3 separate regions of the Sus scrofa genome follow, and regions 2 and 3 are each linked to region 1. Evidence: chromatin contacts called from public HiChIP or PLAC-seq data. All regions are on one chromosome and are shown on one strand. Each heading gives the region's core, a stretch centred on a gene start, on an enhancer-like site or on the middle of the called end of the contact. The rest is flanking DNA. Distances are from core to core; before and after follow the strand shown. Region 1 has its middle 280 kb from the start of AKR1E2. Region 2 has its middle 360 kb from the start of KLF6. Region 3 has its middle 340 kb from the start of KLF6.

The links. HiChIP or PLAC-seq counts read pairs in DNA pulled down with a chosen protein or histone mark.
Region 2: a contact with region 1 is called in an H3K27ac HiChIP or PLAC-seq map of skeletal muscle. The contact joins two enhancer-like sites. A contact is called at or near these places in 3 of 47 Hi-C or Micro-C datasets (embryonic fibroblasts, retroperitoneal adipose tissue and skeletal muscle) and 1 of 2 datasets of contacts at active chromatin or transcription factors (skeletal muscle).
Region 3: an H3K27ac HiChIP or PLAC-seq map of skeletal muscle shows a contact between it and region 1. The contact joins two enhancer-like sites. A contact is called at or near these places in 3 of 47 Hi-C or Micro-C datasets (embryonic fibroblasts, epiblast stem cells and retroperitoneal adipose tissue) and 1 of 2 datasets of contacts at active chromatin or transcription factors (skeletal muscle).

What each region holds. Positions count from the first base shown.
Region 1 is chr10:65,968,924-65,973,537 of Sscrofa11.1, forward strand. No RefSeq gene overlaps it. Among named protein-coding and RNA genes, the nearest start is that of AKR1E2, 280 kb to the left of the region's middle. Within about 2 kb of position 3,243, at least 3 of the 83 cell types and tissues checked have an H3K27ac peak or open chromatin away from gene starts, as enhancers often do. A contact at or near this core is called in skeletal muscle, where this site is marked.
Region 2 is chr10:66,124,382-66,128,835 of Sscrofa11.1, forward strand. No RefSeq gene overlaps it. Among named protein-coding and RNA genes, the nearest start is that of KLF6, 360 kb to the right of the region's middle. Within about 2 kb of position 2,855, at least 17 of the 83 cell types and tissues checked have an H3K27ac peak or open chromatin away from gene starts, as enhancers often do. A contact at or near this core is called in skeletal muscle, where this site is marked.
Region 3 is chr10:66,143,893-66,148,426 of Sscrofa11.1, forward strand. No RefSeq gene overlaps it. Among named protein-coding and RNA genes, the nearest start is that of KLF6, 340 kb to the right of the region's middle. Within about 2 kb of position 2,854, at least 13 of the 83 cell types and tissues checked have an H3K27ac peak or open chromatin away from gene starts, as enhancers often do. A contact at or near this core is called in skeletal muscle, where this site is marked.

The DNA.
Region 1 (4,614 bases), core at 1,993-4,492:
CCTTTTGCTAGCTCTATAGAGAAGTGAAACAAGTCAGTAAAGCAATCGAACAGATTATTAAAGCAAAAAAGGGGGGCTCGAAATAACCCCATCTTTTGAGTCAAAGACATACTTTTTCAGCTTGATTGTGCAAAGACCCCGTTGCTGTGCTCTGCTTTGTTAGTAAAGATAGTTCCTAAAATCTACGAGCTTTTTATTCGTATGCGGAAGAAGAAAAGATCAGCCTGGGAACGCATCACGGCCTCGCCAGGACGGTGGGAACTCAGCCTCTGCGTCACCTGCGACAAAGGGCTCAGTGTCCCGCCGCGGCCCGCTGGCTCTTGCTCGCGTCCGAGTGGAAAAGCTGAGGGTCTCAGCGCGGGCTTCTCGGGACAGAGCAAGAGGCGCTGGACTCTGAACTTCGAGTCCACTTGAAAACCTAGACGGGGCCCGAGGCGGTCCCCCTGTGCCCGGGTCAGCATTTCTCAATCTTCCCAGCAGGGTGGCTTGCGTTGCCAGGCCAGCTCTGGCCCCGTCCCTCGCCCAGGGGGTTCCGTTGCTACGGGGCTTCAGAATTTCTGAAATGCGTGGATCTCTCAGAATCTGCGGTGGGAGACTCACCACAAAGCAGTGCTGCTGGGATGAGCACGGAGGTCCCAACGGGATGGCAAACCGAAGAGAGGGGGACGCTGGTTCCAATTCTCGTGTTTGTCTCCACGTCGGAAACGAGGACGGCCAGGGTGGCCCGCGAGGCCGGCTGGTCAGTGTCTGGAGGTGGCCCGCCAGGCCCCTTGGTTGGCATGCAGCTCTGTGGCTTCAGGCTCACTTTTCTCTTCTGGAGGATGCAACAGTGTTACGACCGCCACGTGGGGGCTCGGAGGGCTGCAAAGACGGGTAAGGTCAACCATCTGGAACAGTGACTGGTTAAAAAATAAGCACTCTTGATATTCATTAAAATTAGGGAAGCTCATTTGTGTGTTTGTTTGTATTATGCTATTTTAGGATGAATGCACTGATTTCCAATACACATTCTTCAATTGAAAGAAGGGAGTGAGAAAGTGAATTTCTTTAAAGCAGCTGTTTTTCCTTTGCTTCTCTCCTTTTTAAGTCTCTCACATCCAGTGATGTAGGTGTTTTTAGTTCCATTTGTATATAAAGTAACTAAAGACTATGGAACTCATGAGAGATGCTGGTGCTATACAAAGTCTAAACACTATAAAAACACTGCATAAAGGGAGCTGTAGTTCTGCAATTCAGAGGAAAAAGCTTAGAAGTTTTTATTTTTATTTTTTGTCTTTTGTCTTTTCAGGGCCACAGCCCTGGCATATGGAAGTTCCCAGGCTGGAGGTCCAATAGGAGCTGTAGCTGTTGGCCGACACCACAGCCACAGCCACGTCAGATCCCAGCCTCGTCTTCGACTTACACCACAGCTCATGGCAATGCCAGATCTTTAATCCACTGAGCAAGGCCAGGGATCGAACCTGCATCCTCGGGCAGACTAGTCGGGTTCGTTAACCACTGAGCCATGACGGGAACTCCGAAGTTTCTTTTTTCTTAATTGATTTACAGTGTTGTCTTAGATTCAGGCGTGCAGCAAAGTGAATCAGTTTTGCATATACAGATATCCCTTCTTATTCCCACAGAGGTTATTAAAAAACTCTGCCTCCACCTCCCTGTGCTGTTCAGTAGGTCCTCGTTAGTTATCTATTTTGTGTACTAGTATACACTTAGAAGCTCTAATGTGTGCTTTTAAACTTAAAAGAATGTTACTGATCATCCATTTTACTATCAGAAACACATTTGGGACATTCTTAATTAAAAAAAATGAAATTCAGTAAATAAAATTTTAAATTAGCCAAAATAATTGACTTGACTCTTGTGATTTTGACCAGTGAAAATTTGATGGGACATCTTTTATTTTTTTTTTGTCGTTTGTCTTTTTTGTTGTTGTTGTTATTTTTGCTATTTCTTGGGCCGCTCCCGCGGCATATGGAGGTTCCCAGGCTAGGGGTCGAATCGGAGCTGTGGCCACCGGCCTACGCCAGAGCCACAGCAACGCGGGATCCGAGCCGCGTCTGCAACCTACACCACAGGTCACGGCAACGCAGGATCGTTAACCCACTGAGCAAGGGCAGGGACCGAACCCGCAACCTCATGGTTCCTAGTCGGATTCGTTAACCACTGCGCCACGACGGGAACTCCCGAATGGGACATCTTTTTTAAACACGATTGTTTTACATCTTAAAGAACTAAGGTTTAAGACCGGCACACAAGGCAAAATTAATTGGAGTCCAGATTACCCTTTACAAGGCTGTAAGTGGCTCCTAAAACAGGCAGAATATCTCACTTAGGACATTCCACTCTGTCAAGTATTCTTCTGGAAGGCTGAAGTTTGAGCTGGTGAGAGGGATACAAGGAGATTCTGCGTGTGGATAATTGACCGACCAAACAATTGTGCCTTTAGGAGAACATTTCAATTTTGAGTCATGATTATAAGTGGTGGCGAAATCGAAGATGTTTTTCCTGCCGGCGGGAATAATTCGTACGAGGGAAGAGATTTGGTTGTTGCAGAAAACATTTACAGAGATGCCATCACACTGCTTTAGAATCCAGTTATATACCTATATTGTGGGCGTATGGTAAATGCTCGAATGATAGGATTCACTTTTTTTTTCTCACATCGCATGCACATTTGCGTTTATTCATCCGTTAAATATAAACTGAATGCTTCCCAGAAAGTTTTGTTTTAAAATTGTTATTTGAGTTTCAATTTAATTTTACTTTATTGAGGCTTAATGGTTATTTAACAATAGTACCTTGATGTTTTTGTTGTTTTTTTCCTTTTTACAGCCATACCTGTGGCATATGGAAGTTCTGGGGCTTGGGGTCCAGTCGGAGGTGCAGCTGCAGGCCGCCAGCACATCTTGTGGCACTGAGGGAGGCCAGGGATCGAACCCACAGTCTCATGAATGCTAGGTCGGGTTGTTAACCCACTGAGCCACAGTGGGTGCTCCAGGACTTGTTATATCTTAAAGTGCGTGCCTCCTTGATGGGCAACAGATTGTGTTTAGGTTTCAGAGCCTATATTTCACTGTTAGAACTGTTTTATGATTCTACACTAGACATGATTTGGGTCTAGGGCCACGTCTCCTGCTTGTTGTGGCTCTTTGGGCAATTTCACGTTTTATTTGCCAGTGTCAATTTGTGCCGGCTCAGCTTCCAGGGGACAGGTGGCTGATTGAAGCAGCCGTCAGCTGATGGCACTGCGGTCAGAGGCTGTGCACAGAAATTTGATGACCACATCCAAACGCAGACACCCAGGTTGTGTGCCAGCAGAAGTCTGATGAAGACTTCATGAAGATCTGGAAACAGGCTTTTCAAAACTCTGACACTTACAAATAAGTAAATGTAACTCACAAGTCATGCACACACGTTGTATGACATGCTTTACAAAAAAAAAAAAAAAGAGGTTGTAAAAAAGGTTTGGAACATTTAATCATGCTTTTAGAAAAAAATTGGATGAAATTAAATTCTACTTTACTCATGGAATCACTAGGTTTTGAAGACCTACTGGCTGCCAGGTGCTGGGCTACTAAGGGGCCACGGGTTAACTGGGATGTTTCCTTCCTCCAAATTTGCCTGGACTTGGTGGGAGTGTATTACGGATAATCCGAAAACTAAAAAATCGAAACATCGCAAAAGAGCAAACATAAATAAAAGCTATGTGGCCAGTCAAATCAGTGATGTTATTCACGAGGGCACATATTTGCAGTGTTTTGAGTTCCGCCTTTGCCCTCGTTTCCTGCCATCTGTACTGTGCTCTAATACCACAACCTTCTAAGGCAGCACAGCTATTTTATTCAAGATCAAAAAATGCTTTGTTACCAATGGCAGATCCAAGGTCAACAGTTTGGCACAGGATGTATCACATGTACTCTAACTGTGCCTCCTTGTAAAACAGCATCTGAGAACATCCGGCCATAGGGGAACTGATAATCATTACAGCACCAGCGTGTTTGCTGGCAGGTATGTGAGCCGCGTGTTGAGTACAACACGAGAACCAATCTATGCGGATTTTTCACTCAAATATGTAGCGTGAGTATGAGCTGGACTAACAGGACCTTCCTTCCCCGTGCCTTGTAGTTCCAATGCTATAAACAAAACCAAGAGGGGCTCTGAGGCTTGGGTTGGATTCTCAAGAAATGTAGGTAATACAATGAAAAATAGTTCTTCAGTGTGTGGTTGGAGGCATTTACTCAAAGGGAGTATATTTGGAGAAGACTATAAGGTTCTGGCCAAAGCCGGCAATATAGAGAAAGCTCAGGGGGACACCAGCGGGGAAAAGGCAGACAGAAAAAAGAGGAGCTGAACAAAACGAGGTTTCAATAGGAAGAGGCTGGTAGAAGATTTAAATGTTGAAAATAATTGTTCAGAGTTGTTTTGTTTGTTTATCTGTTGAAAACTAAACAGAGCAAGATGTTTAGTTTTCAAGAAAGTTCATTAAAAAAAAACCCCAAAATATCCATTGACAGATGAATGGATTAAGAAGAGGTGATACGTATATAAATGAAATACTACTCAACCATAAAAAAGAACCAAATAATGTCAATTGCAGCAGCATAGATGCAACTAGAG
Region 2 (4,454 bases), core at 1,605-4,104, 160 kb after region 1:
TGCAAGCGGGCAAAGTGGAAAGCTGGGAAACAGCACGATAGAGGATTTACAGTAGTTGAAGCCCTTTACTTTTATATGCTTCTGAGTATAATTAAGAACCAAGGGCAACTACAACACTGGAGGTGCTTTGAATACGCATCCAACTATTTTGTCCTCCCCTCTCTCTCTCTCCATCTTTCTATCTACCTATCTATCCATCCACCTACCATCTCTCTACCCAGTCATCTACCTATCTGCCAACCTACACACACACATACACTATTTTATTCTTAGAATAACTCATGGAATTGCACTTAGATTAAACCAGGTTTATATTTCAAATTCCAAGAGACAAGAATATGGCCTTCTCACTTAAGTACTCAGCGTGGTAGACACACCGTCACAGATCGTAAGTGACCTTTTATGAATACCTCTTACAATAAACATACCCAGGAGATTATATAAGATGTGTGTTCTTTAAATGACATTTTCTCCAAAAAAATTTTAGAAAACAACTCACTAAGGCTCTGTAAAAGATTAGGCTAAATTGCATTATTAAAGCCGGCTGGATTCCATTATAGCTTAATATTTGAAAATAAAGCAGTGTGTAACTACTTAGGACGTGTGTCTTCTAAACAGGAGAGAAATGTGTATGTGTGAATGTATTTCATGGAAATATGAAGAGCCCGCGGTTAACTGCCCCTGTTTCCTGCCTGCCACACAGCTGATCATTTTGACACAACTGTGTCTTTAGATCTGCTGATTCTCATTATCGAAGAAAGGTTTCCGTGGCAGTTACTATACTATGGCTATCCATGATATACTATGGCTATCTATGAATTTCATTATGGATTTATGATATCTAGCCACTAAAAATACTATGAAACATCAAATATTCACAGCCAAGGACTATCTCATTGCCTTAATTACTACTGAATGATATACAAACTTTTTTTTTTTTTGGCCTTTTTTTTTAAGGTCTCGCTAGAAGCATATGGAAGCCCCCAGGCTAGGGGTGGAATCGGAGCTACAGCTGCTGGCCTACACCACAGCCACAGCAATGTGGGGTCCTAGCTGTGGCCTATACCACAGCTCACGGCAGTGCCAGATCCTTAATCCACTGAGGGAGGCAGGGATTGAACGCATGTCCTCATGGATACTGGTTGGGTTCATTTACCACTGAGCCACAAAGGGAACTCCTACAAACATTATTTTAAACACAAATGAACATGACAAGTTTCTCCCGGTCGTCCTTTCTTAAGTTTAAAATGTATTTATGTATTTTAAAACCAAAGGCATTTGTCCTGGCCTCTTTTCTTAATATTACAATGAGGGGTTGATTTTCTTAAGGGATTAAAATGAAAACACACATTTCTTTCCCCTTCCCACAATTTTCACTAAGTCTGATCCAAGCTACATTTTAGCTAGTGTACGTCTTTAACTCCAGCTAAAATAAAGATACCGACAACAAAGCAAAACAAAAAATTGCACCAGAGTTCCCGCTGTGGTGAGGTGGGTTAGGAATCAGACTGCAGCAGCTGGGGTTTGACCTCTTGCCCTTCTCAGTGGGCCAGAGGATCTGGCATTGCCACCGCTGCTGCGTAGGTCACAGCTGAGGTTCCAGTTCAGTCCCCGGCCCAGGAATTTACATATGCAGCGGGTGTGGCCATGAAAAAAACAGAAAAAAAGATTGCACCAGTGGCTGTCTTCTAAGCAAGGGTCTTTTGTTTCATCCACACATTTAAAGTTGCCCCTGATTTATAACCTTCGGCTGAACTTGAAGCACGCCTGTTGCATATGAAAATAGAACACAGGCAGATAAACATTTAAATCTCACTAGAGCCGCTCTGATCACTGGAATACTTATTATGCCTGCTAGATTGCTTCTCCGGTTCAGACAAAAATAAACAACCTTCCCAAGATAGGAGAATCGCAGCCCCAAAGGAAGCTTTAGGGACCTCGCCCCTGTGTTCCACTTAGAGCTACCACTTCCATCCCCTCCACTTTTTTTTTAAACAACAATTTTTCAAGTCTTTAAAAATTGCAGTAGATTAAAATTTCCCTATCTTTCTTTCCTTAATGATCTCTTTCTCCTTATGTAGTTCACATTTTAAAATTTTAGTTTTGTCAAAAAAAATGTTTGGTTGAAACTTTTCAGAAAGCATACTTGTTCCTGAAAAATTAATCAGCAAAATCAGCGAGCTAATTTTAATGATGATTACTATTTTAATGGGTGAATATTTTTAGCTCTATCTGGAATGCAGAACTGCTCTCTGGCTTGGTGAGATTTCACGTGAGCACAGACTGCATTGTGTCACATCCCCAAGCACAGATAGCACATTATCTTAATTCAAATTAAAAAGCTATTTATAGGCTAGATTAAGACGCAGCGGCCCAGGTAGTGCCTGAACGGGGCCGGCGACCGGATGCTGACGATCCGGTGATGAAGCGGCGCCTGCACCGCCTACGGCCAGGTCCCCGTCCTGCCGAGAATTGCAAAGATCTCATTCTATCCCATTTTTCTTGTTTTATGAGGAGAAAAATATATCTATCAATTTAGGTTAAAGCCGTAAACTACTGTATTATACCTGTTGGGGTATGTTTATGAGTCTCGTTAATCAAAAGTGAGTGCTGTGTGTCTAGCATTAGGCCCACGTGGAGGGTGGAATTTTCCACAGACCCTCGTGTTATGAATTGCTATGACTCATAATAGGTTCCCATAAATAAGCCCTCGGAGAAAAGTGCATTGTAATAGTCGCCGTGAAATAACCGCACCAGTAGGTTTTGACCTCCGCATCCGTTACAGGCACTACATTTTCTGTCATTTGTTTTCACAGTTGAAGCATTAGATGAAACCATAATATTTACTGCTGCACATTTGTTCTCTGTCGGGCTAATAGATTGGGAGGCGGCGGCGTCCTGCTGCAGCCGCCGGGGCAGTCGGAGTGCAGGCGGCGGCGGCAAGGCACGCGGCCAACTCTCTTGTTTCTAGAATATTCCGGCGAGGAAAATTGATGCCTTCAAAGATTTTTTTTTTCTTTTTCTTTTTTTTTTTAAATCATGAAACCTACTGCTTGAGAGAGGAGCTTCATGGACTTGGAAGTTAGAAGTAGTAGCAGTAATAATAATAATAATAGTAATAACAGCACTGCAGCAGCAGACGGACGGAGCTGAGGCTTCTCTGTCCCCAGGTGCCTGCAGCAGCAGGAGCACCGTTGACAGTGAGCTCGGGACTGAGGGCACCTCTGTGCTGTCCCTCCGGCTCCTCCCCAAGAAGACTGTGGATAAATGAACAGGGAGAGCTCCTGACACCAGTGGCAACTGGCCTGCAACTAAAAATACGTCCACTTTGGCAACGAGCATCCATCAAAGAGTAAAGACACGTATCCGTACTGACTCTGCCGCCCCAGCCCTGAGACCGTCCCAGAAATGAGCCTCCCGAGGAAGCACAGGAAACAGAGCGGTGTTTCTTCCCCCAAGAGAATTTTTTGTTCGCCATCTCCAAACTAAAGTCATTTGCTTAACCTTCTTATAATAAATGAAAGAGCTGCCTTTGTCGATAAAGGCATGCCTTCATTTTCAGTGCTATGGTTTTAAGTGTTTCAAAGCATCTCATTATTTGCAGAAACCACTACCTGGACCTTTCTCTTTGCGTGTCCTGCACACAGGCATGCACTTGGATGCACCTGCTCAGATCTACCTCCCTCTCTCTGGAGAGAGAAAACCGACTTTTATACACCAGCAAAAGGAGATCTTACTTCCTAGACGCGCACCTGCTAGCAGATGATTCTACGCACACGTCGGCCTTGAGCCTGGGTTTGAAATTGGAAGGTTTGTTTCAAACCGAGGCTTGTGAAAATGGACAGAGAAATGAACTGACTTTTCTTCCCCTCACCTCCTGTAGAAGGACATACTGTTTTTCCAGCACAGCAGGAAAAGGTTATATTATCAACAGAGGTGCTGTGACCATTCTTATTAAGCTCTTAAGTATTCAGGTTTTCTTGAGTGGCTTTTATATGCAAGGCTTGCAGAATATGATGAAACATAAATATTTACATAATAAAACATCCTCTTGCTTTAGAAAAGTCTGTTATGAAGAACAGAGAGCCAGACATTCAACCCCACCCTGACAGCTTTGGTAATACATCCTTTAATTATCTTCATCCTATTTCCTTTTTCTCTCCTGAGATTTTCCCTTCCAGAGCTCAAAACTGGCCCAAAGCCACCTGGGACTGTAAACATCTTCCCCGAGGATGTTTTACCCTGGGCTGTTAGATGCCTTCCGTGCAATCGGCTCACGGGAATCAAGCCTCCACCCACCCAGCTGCTGCCTGATGCACTGAACCCGGTGTAATGAAGGGGTCTAGACTGCCCTCCGCCTTATTTCTGTGAACCCCTGCTTCCTTCCTTTCCATCGCCTGAAGGGTGGGTTCCTACCCATGTTTCTGTCCTTTTACTTTCTTGGCCCGCTCCCA
Region 3 (4,534 bases), core at 1,604-4,103, 170 kb after region 1:
AAACTAGTGCCCGCTGCACCCCTGCCCCTCCTCCTTTTCTAAAAGAGGAGCTGGCTGAGCAAAAGCCTTGGTGTGCTTGAGGGCACTTGATGGTGAGAAGAGACCCCCTTCTCCACACTCTTAAATCTCTTATCTCACTTTCTCCCAAATTTTACCACAAAGGTTCTTAAACCCATCTGGGTGAGACTCCTTGCAGACTCTAGCAAAAAATGCAAAACCCAAAAAATACCACCAAAAAATGACACAGAGTTTGGGGCTCTTTGACGCTGGATCAGCTGTACATCTGGGAGAATCCCGAGGTTACCAACATCAGACTCTCAGATTTACCAGGCATCAAGTATGAGATGGAGTCAGAGGGTAATGCATTCTTAGAAACTGATCTGCTCTAAGGGCCCCACTTTTCTTGTCCGCTCACTCTGAACGCCAGCTTTGTACCCGTAATTTTCAAGCTGGATTCTGCCGGATCCAGCACAATACAAAAGCACGTGCTGAAACTGGAGGTATTCACATGACATTGAAGGAAGACTCATTGATGTTTCCTGAACTCAGACTCCAAAATACCTTCGCCAAACCCTTTCGCCAGGCGTTTCTATACACGCAGTGGTGGCAGTGGCATGTGGCACGCGTTTGATGCTAACTTTGATCTCTTCCTGCTGAGGGAGCGACGGGGCAAGTACAGGTGTGGCTAATGGGAAGGGCTCCAGCCTCATCCAGTCTGGCTTCTCTTAGCCTTTGATTATTTTGTTTCTGTGTCATTTAAGGATCCTCACGTGCACCCCGAAGCCATCTGGTTAGATGAGAGGTTCTGGTACTCGCGGTGCAGCTTCACGAATCCGCTGTCTGCAGTGGATGGACTCAGACAAATGGAGCATCTCCGTGAGGTCCACTAGTTCCAGGTCACCCAGGGCAGGGATAAGAGGTCACCCCTTCTCCTTTAATGAGCTTCTGAAGCCACCTGTTGTCCCCTTCCCAGGAACTTTCTTCCACCAGGCTTCACGGGTGGGCTTTCACATCTGACTCTGGGGATGGAGTGGTCAGTATTATGTGTCCACCTGATCGGCCTGCAGGCGGCCCAGTCACTGGCCCAGTGTTATTTCCGGGCATGTCTGTTTCGCAGTGAGGTTGGTATCTGAGTTGGGGGACTGACTAAAGACCACCCTGCCCAGCGTGGTGGGCGGCAGCCAGTCCCGTGAGCACAAAGGCAGACCTCCTCCTCGTGCCTGGCTCCTTGCCCTGGGCTGAGGGCCTCGTCTGCCCTTGGACTGGACTTACTCCAGGGCTGCCCCGCTTCTCAAGCCCTCAGCTTTGGTCTGGAGCTGCATCACCAGCTTCCCTGAGCCTCCACCTTGTAGGCTGTAGATCAAATGTGTTCTCAGCCTCCGTAAGCACATGGGCTGATCCCTCATAATAAATCTATATTTATATTTGCCCTATGAATTCTGTTTCTCTGGGGACTGACTGATGGAGCACATTTGATATTCCTGGGAAGTCAGGAAACCACGCTAGTTTCTTGCTGCGTAAAATGGATACTTTAGAAGATTCTGGTGAACATTTGCAAACAGTAGAGCAAACGCTCTCACACCGGTTTACCTTCTCTCCCTTAAAAAAAAAATCTCTTTGATGTGATCATTAAAATTATAAGAATCCCATGAGGGGGTGTCAGCCCGCCAGAGATGGTGGCAGATATCCAGGGCATCACAGGAGGATGGGAAGGCATTCATGGATGAACCAGAGCAGGAGTTTGGGGGAGAACAGAGCCTGGAGAAGGATGCAGAAGTCCGAACAAATGTCAGCACACGCTGTCTAAAAATGCCCTCCGGAGCCAAAGGGAGTGCCATGTGGCAAGCCGGGGAGAAGGCAGTTATCCTGGCCTGGGCGTGTGCGCCCAGCACACACCCTCTTCATTTCCACAGTGTGGAGGGAGGGGGCCCCGCCACCCCCGCAGCCACCTCTGCACCCACGCCCCCTGTGAAGGTAGCTGCCCAACACCTGCTCCGCGGTCAGGGTGTGGGTCGGGAGAGGCAGCCAGAGGGTCCCCATCGCGCACCTGTGGAAGAAGTCCCTTCATCTGCCTACCGTCTGACTCCTGGTCCTTTTTTCTTAAAAAAAAAAAAAAAAAAAAAGAGTAGAAAAGCCAAGAATCCATGATTCACCAAGATGGGTAAATAGTATGGATGTTTGAGGAAAACTGCTGTATCCCAAGAGAAGGACAAGACGCACCAGTAGAAGAATGATCTGGAGAGAATGAAGCAAATACAAGGAGCAGAAAATGTAACAGAACTAATAAATCAAGATGAGGATAATGCGGTAAATATTTTATGCCTGAAACGATCGCTCTGAACATGAGCAAATAGTTTGGAAAATTACAAACACAACTGCTAAGGTTACAAACACTCAGTAGAAGTGTTTCCAACCATTATTATGCTTCAGAAATAAAGAAGGAAATCTCTCAACAAGTAGCCTAAAACAAGAAGAAATGTGATGATGAGTCAGAGTGAAATCTTTAGATATACACAGGATCAACTCAAGTTTACGAATGTGAGAACAAAACCAATGAGAGGGTTCAGATTCTCAAAGAACCAAGACAAGCCGCGTTTCCCAGAGCTGCAGCTGGGTTTGAGTATCTTCTTGGAACAGCCTGTAGGGAGCTCTGAAGATGAGCGCTCACAGCCCCTACTGGGAGAGCCAGAGTTACCCCTCAAAACCCCAATTCTGGTCACTTTCCCCCAGAGCTCCCTCAGTTCCCTGAAGCTAAGGACTACAACCTTGGCCACATTCTCCAGCCCCAGGACCGGACCCAGCTTGCCCGCCTGCGTGTCCCCTCCCCGCTCCGCTCCGAGTCACACCCAGCATCATGTGCTCTTCCCGTCACGGGGCTTTGGTCTGGGCAATGCTCCCGTTTGCTTGCCTGGCATCATCTCAGCCTTTCAGCCTTTCGCCTTCATCCATTTTTATTCTTTTAGTCCTCAGCCCTCAGTTCAAATGTCACATATTCAGAGAAGCGGAACGGTGCGTTTCTCCACTGTGGCATCTTGTCATTTTTCTTTATTTCAGTAATCGGATTTGCAATTACATATTTATTTGGTTGTTTGTTTTGGATCAATCCTTTCTTAAATACATTATAATTTTTAACTCACCCAAATTCTACCTCCACGAGGGGAGGGCTAATATAATTTACTTATCATTAGATACCTGGGAAAGAGCACGGCAAATGCCCACATAGGATCCAATACCCATCCGACGCAGGATTTTACAACTTCCAGCAGTGACCCTGAAAGCCTGACGTTATTCTCACGTGGCAGTTCAAACTGAGGCTCAGAGGTAGTTAGCATTTTATCACTGTTTAAATAACACCGCCAAAGACCTTTTGAAATCCACCTCAGATGGCTGGAAAATTTCACCTTATCTTATGCGCAGAGATGTAGCCCTGCCTGTACCTTTCTTCGAATGTGAAAACCGAGGGACAGGTGTAATCTGACATCCACTTAAGGAAGGCCCCGGGCCCCACCGCTGCCACCTGCAGAGGCCTCTCCTTTAAAGCCGTCTCCTGGGCGACGTCTGGAGGCACCAAGAAACCCCTCCTCGGGGTTAGGTCCGGAACGAAGCAGCACTGGGGAGAGAGGGCACCCCAGGGACCAGTCCTGCACTGGGAACTCTCCTGACTGTCTCTGAGCTTTGATGTCCTCTGTGACCAACCAGATAGAGTCCGGCGGGGATTCCGTGCCCTAACAGACCCGCTAACCCGGCACTGGGTAGACAGGAAACAGAGCTCCCTCGCCCAGTACGGGCTGTTTCATTCATCACCAAATCAGAAGTTTGCCACAAAGTAAAGTATTTGCATCTGTATGTATCCACATACCAATTGTAAACGTTAAAAAAGGCCATGCATGAGTAGTTTTAAAATAAACTTGGTGAATAATGATTGCCCAGAATCGAGCCCTGCCAGAACCCTTCAGAATTTTAACCTGATTTTTTAAAGTCTAGAACAAACGAATTAAGAAGTCCTGAAATACTAAAATTGGAGAGGCAAGTGTAGGTTTTCTGTACTTTCGACAATAATCGTTTCTTGGTAAAAACCTTAAGCTTTGCTCTGAATGGACAAATAACAGTGCTTTGTAATCAAATGCATTGTATTACATGCTTTCTTGAAAATGCTTTTTTAAGTCAATTTTTTCTTAAATAATATTCAAAGTTTTCTTTAAATTCTATTTTCTTTGTTAAATATTTTTACATATAACATTTTAGAAATATGTAAATATATTTAAATAGAAATTTGAAATGACTTATTTTGCTCCTATTGCCTGCCAACGACATATCACAGCACATGAAAATTCTCTCTTAGGAGTTCCTGTCGTGGCTGAGTGGTTAACGAATTGACTAGGAACCATGAGGTTGCGGGTTTGATCCCTGGCCTCCCTCAGCTGGTTAAGGATCTGGCCTTGCCGTGAGCTGTGGTGTAGGTGGCAGACGTGGCTTGGATCCTGCGTTGCTGTGAGCTGTGGGCGTAGGCTGGCGGCTACAGCTCTGATTAGAC